Regions from separate parts of the Mus musculus genome. Here region 1 is linked to region 2. The links are chromatin contacts, called in public Hi-C maps. All regions are on one chromosome and are shown on one strand. The core of a region is the stretch at or near the end of the contact, and the rest is flanking DNA. Distances in the headings are between cores, read along the strand shown.

The links. A called contact is a pair of places that touch in the nucleus more often than the background predicts.
Region 1: a contact with region 2 is called in a Hi-C map of bone marrow-derived macrophages, with 18 read pairs. The contact joins two enhancer-like sites. A contact is called at or near these places in 2 of 484 Hi-C or Micro-C datasets (Th2 cells and bone marrow-derived macrophages), 1 of 115 datasets of contacts at active chromatin or transcription factors (astrocytes) and 1 of 9 other capture datasets (embryonic stem cells).

Annotation. Positions count from the first base shown.
Region 1 is chr16:30,991,430-30,994,129 of GRCm38.p6, reverse strand. The region is part of intron 3 of Xxylt1 (xyloside xylosyltransferase 1); the gene reads left to right. Among named protein-coding and RNA genes, the nearest start is that of Gm15742, 16 kb to the right of the region's middle. Within about 2 kb of position 1,384, at least 22 of the 459 cell types and tissues checked have an H3K27ac peak or open chromatin away from gene starts, as enhancers often do. A contact at or near this core is called in bone marrow-derived macrophages, where this site is marked.
Region 2 is chr16:30,674,672-30,677,371 of GRCm38.p6, reverse strand. No RefSeq gene overlaps it. Among named protein-coding and RNA genes, the nearest start is that of Fam43a, 76 kb to the right of the region's middle. Within about 2 kb of position 1,296, at least 23 of the 459 cell types and tissues checked have an H3K27ac peak or open chromatin away from gene starts, as enhancers often do. A contact at or near this core is called in bone marrow-derived macrophages, where this site is marked.

The DNA.
Region 1 (2,700 bases), core at 135-2,634, 320 kb before region 2:
TCACCACAACATGAGGAGCTGTATTAAAGGGCTGTAGCGCTAGGAAGATTGAGAGCACTGGTCTAGAGTAATCTCCAGAGGTCTTCAAAATCTCAGGCTTGGGGCACAGAATTTTGGTGTGGCTTTGTTCTCCAGTGGCCTTGGAGCCTGGCCTGCTGGGAGGTTCCGGGAGTTGGGGCAGAGGGGAGAGCTCTTAGCTCTTATAGAGGAAGAGCCAGGCTGCCATTTTAGAAGCTGGGTTACTCCCTCTCTTTTCTCAGACTTTTGCTGAGGGGATGCCCTAAGCCCAGTGGGGAAGTCAAGGCAGGGGCTGGAGTCAGACTGCTTGGACTTGAACTCCGGCCTGTCCACTCACCTACTTGCGTGGATGGCTTTGACCTAGCCACTTAACCCAAGTGTGCTCTGGACATTATCTGTACCAGTGCGCTTCTCAGGGGATGCTGAGCTGAATTCATAATTTGTCATGTGTCTACAGGTGTCTTAGTCAGGGTTTCTACTCCTGCACAAACATCATGACCAACAAGCAAGTTGGAAGGAAAGGGTTTATTCAGCTTACACTTCCCACATTGCTGTTCATCACCAAAGGAAGTCAGGACTGGAACTCAAGCAGGTCAGGAAGCAGGAGCTGATGCAGAGGCCATGGAGGGATGTTCTTTACTGGCTTGCTTCCCCTGGCTTGCTCAGCCTGCTCTCTTATAGAACCCAGGACTACCAGCCCAGGGATGGCACCACCCACAATGGGCCATCCCCTCTTGATCACTAATTGAAAAAATGCCTTATAGTTGGATCTCATGGAGGCATTTCTTCAACTGAAGCTCCTTTCTCTATGATAACTCCAGCCTGTGACAAGTTGACACATAAAACCAGCCAGTACAAAAGGAATGCCAGCATGAGTGCTGGGTGGGTACTGGAAAGGTAAGGGTATTGGGTCCAAAGAGCCAGTGCAAATCGGTGACCTGTCTGTAATCAAAAAGGGCCTTTAAAACAGTAGACATTTACCTGTGATTACTGTCTGCTGCAGAGTTGCTTAAACATGAAATGCTTAAAATGCTAGAGGTGGAACAACTGATCTTCATGGTATAGATGTGTTTTAGAGCCCACTAGGTGCTGCCACTTAAGACATGCTCTCTTTACTAATGGCATTGGTCACATTTGCCTACAGCATTTCCAGATCTTTTGATGCCTACAGAATTCTTACAGTAGGGGAAAAAGCCTTCTTCCCTCCCCAGGGCTGGCCAAGCCTTCTTCCTGCAGATGTCAGCTGCTATAACTCGGTGCCATTCAGGAAAATTAATTTTCCTCTTTGTCCCAGCAGCCATCTGCCAGCTCAGCAGGAAGGGCCCAGCTTCCGCTGCCGTCCTCACACTCCTCCTCTGTGAGCTGCCTGGTTTCTACAGGGCCCCAGGGACAGGGCCACCACCATCTGCATTCCTCGTTACCCCAGGCAGGGCTTTGGGATGACACAGTCTTAAAATTATTTTCACACTAGAACTCAAAGGAAGGGTTCAGCTTGTAGAATGTAACTGCTTCTGAATTCATTAACGAGAAATCAGCTTTGACAGGAAGATGATCATGCATGTGACCAAATACTGAGAGAAGCAACTTAGGGGAGGAAAGACTTATTTTGGCTCATGGGTTCAGCATGACACATCAGGGAGGGGTCTAGGGCCAAGTTGGTCTGTGGCTGAGAAGCAGAGAAAGAAGATTCTGGCACTGGTGGGGCCCCAGCCTATGGGATGGCTGTGCCCACATCTGGGACAGGCCTTCTCTACACATCCAGAGGTGTGCATACCCAATGTCCTAGATGCAGTCCAAGCAGTTTGACAGTTGAACTTGACATCATGTCCTGGCACCAATCAGACAATCTGGACAGTCTTCATTTGTGTTCTTCATTGCTAAGATGAGCGTCATGGTTTATTGTATGTTTCAGGACTGTTTGGCTCTGAAATAAACCCACCTGGTGCTCACTACCTGCCCAGAAGTCTGTCTCCATTGCCGTGTCTATTGGTGATTGAACTTTAGTGATGAGCAGATTGCTTTTCACAAGCCTTCAAGTACTATATACCCTTGTGCTGCACCCCCGTGCGCCTCTAACACCATTGTTGTTGGTAGTGGTGGTGTCTAAGGATTTTAGGGCCTCTCCAGGGTGGTATCAGTTCCAAGCCTCTAAGAAAAGGAAGAATGAGAACATGGCATTGCCCTGGCTTTCAGCTCTTACTTATTTTGAGAAGGCTCTAAGCATCGTCCCAGTGAAGGCTGATGCCGTTAGTGCCCCCAAAGCCCTCTGTTCCCTGGTCCTGAGCAGAACCTACTTTGTAGCAATGACAACTTGTACTTAATGGCTGCATCACACAGGACAGTCACTGTCCCAAGCACTCAGATGGTAGCCCAACTCCATGAGGTCAACAGTGTTCCAGTCCCCATATTACAGCGGAGGGGGATGCAGAGGTACAGAAAGACAGAAATAAGACAGACATCCATGTGTCTCAACCCATAAATGTGTGTCCAGAAATAAGACATCCATGTGTCTCAACCTGTAAATATGTGTCCAGGATTGAAACTGTGGCCTTCTGACCCAGAGCCCTGTTCTCCATCCCTTGCTCTCCTTGTCCCCTCCCATGTAACAGATTGTACAATTGCCCCCTGAATTCTTGCTTTCTTGTGAGTGAGGTCCTCGGCCCTCGCAGAGGCTCTTCTGTG
Region 2 (2,700 bases), core at 47-2,546:
ACAGTCAAGGAAGGTGGCAAGTGGGGAGCCCAAAGCTGGCTTTCATCCAGGGCTGGCACCCCCTCCTCCAGCCTGCTGGCCAAGATGTCTTGCCTCAGTTAAAATAAGCCATCACGGGGGAGATGACATCACTGTCCCTAGGGAGATGTACCCGAAGAACATTTTCCCCTAGATCCACACCCACCCTTTACCCAGTTCTACTTCTTGGGTATCCACAGCAAATCTAGTCTTTCTCCAGGGCAGCCCTCAGGTGCCAAGGGCAACTCTCTTATCTTTCTGCAAGCTAAATTCCCTTAGTACTCACAGGACTAGAATTCCGGCCAACCAGGGAACAAGCCATCGGACCCTGGAAGGGGACCTGGGAGCTAAGAGAGTCTCTGGGGCAGTTGGGAACTTGTTTTAGGAAAGCACTTCTTAAATCTTATTTTCCAAAAGCACACCTTCAGGAAATACTAGACCATGGGTTCCCAAGCTTCCTGATGCTGCGACCTTTTAAGACAGTTCTTCATTGTGCTGACTCCAACCATAACGTATTTTTGTTGCTACTTCATAACTGAATCGTAATGTAAATATCAGATATTTCCTATATCTTAGGCCACCCCTATGAAAGGGTTGTTCAACCCCCACTGGAGGGGTGGAGACCCACAACTTACTAGACCGTGTCTAACCTTAAAATTTAATTCTAAAGAAATTCATCATTAGAATCTCTGTTCCCCTCTCTCTCTCTCCCTCCTCTGTCCTCTTCCCTCCCCATTTCCTTCCTTCCTTCCTTTTTCCTTCACTAAAAGGTATTTGATGTGGCAAATGCTTCAGTGTCCAATGACCCTGCGCTTTAACATCATTAAATCTCTTTGCCTCCTGTGAGGAAGCCAGTGAATGGAATCCAAAATAGTTTTATGTTAGACTTCAGGCTGATGCTGGTCCTCACTGGGGTGATCTAAACTGTTAATAAAGTTAGATAAACCTCAGCTGACACATCCACTCCATCGGGGCTTACTAATCTTTAAACCTGGTACAAAATGCTTTCCAAACGTAAGCTTTATATAGGCTTATTGTGTAGAGGGCTATTTCTTCAATCAGCTTCTTTAATGATATGACTAAGCAAAAACACTTTGTGGGCTAAGAGTCATCACAAGACCAGCTAAATCCAGTCTGCAGCATCACTTAAAAGACAATAAAGCACCCATGAAGAAATGTCTTCATTTCATTTGCTCCTCGGCCTGGGGCATGCAGGAAATGAGCACAGAGCACATAGCCCATCCAGCCACCTGGAAGGCTTCCTGCTTTCGAAGAGAGTGTTTCTTCCTCCCAAACACCCCAACACCAGCGCCCTCCACAGCCCCATTCTACATTCTGATGTCATTTGAAGGAGGAAGCCAATTTACTTCCCACTTGAGCCTGAATGAAGGGTGATTCATTCACAAGACTTACTACTATACGTCAGGGTAACAGTTTCAGGTACAAGGCAGGCTACCTGACCTGCTCATTATACACCAAGTACTTGTTGAAATGTCACACTGTACCTCACAAATCTGTATAATTGCTATGTGTCAATTAAAAATTTAAATATGTATCTATGTCTCTAAGAGTCTGAGGGAAGGATGAGAAATGGAGAAAGACAGATGACAGAGTGATGTAAGCTAGTAACTGCCTCCCAAGTTCTTTCTGAGGGAGACAGGGAGTTCTGGCCTGACCCCAATCTCCCTGGACCCCAGCCTAGAAGAAGCCCTGCCCAGTACAGGAGGTGTGGCTTCAGGACACCTTACAGTACCCCTCTTTGCTGAACCCCATGAAAACATCTGCCATGAGTCACACTGTAAAACACCATGAAGCTACAGAACCTGCCGCCTTGCTGCCTCCACCCCAGAAAAGCCAGCTTAGGAGATTTTCCTTCGAAAGCCCCATGATTGTTGCCACTCCTCACTCAGCTCAGTTATGTGAATTTCCAGACCAGCCCTGGCCCTGGGCTCTGGGCACTCAGAAATCTATAGTAACCAATACTGATACAGTAGCTAGAGCTGAGGTGAGTCCAGCCCTGGACTAGCTGCCTTTGTGCATATATTAACACCGAAATTTTTCATAACATGCGAAAGAGGCAGGTATCTTTAAATTAAAGATAATCAAAGAGCCATGTGTGGTGGTTCATGTCCATAATTCTAGCATTTGAAAGGGTTGAAATCACAGGAGAGGGAAGCCTGGGCTACATAGTGAGTTCCTGGCTAGGCTGAGCTAGAGTGTAAAACCCTGTCTTTAAAAAAAATAAAAACGCTAGGTAGTGGTGACGAATGCCTTTGATCCCAGCACTTGGGAGGCAGAGGCAGGAGAATTTCTGAGTTTGAGGCCAGCCTGGTCTACAGAGTGAGTTCCAGAACAGCCAGGGCTATACAGAGAAACCCTGTCTCGAAAAACAAACAAACAAGCAAACAAACAAACAAACACAGATAAAAGAGCCAGAGAGGGTAGGAGCCACCCAGTTCACACTCTCTGGCTTTGGAGTCTTTGTTGCTAATCATTACATACACAGCAGCCACCACCCCACCCACTCCCAGGAGACTGGAAAAGCAACACTAAGTTGCTGCTAAGAAGCTCTTTGCAAGTTCCTGGGCGATGCTCAAACGTCAGTGCATCCCCATCCTTCCTTACAGGTCCTTAATCAGTGCACCATGCACTGTCTGAACTGAGGTCAGAGGAGCCCAGCCT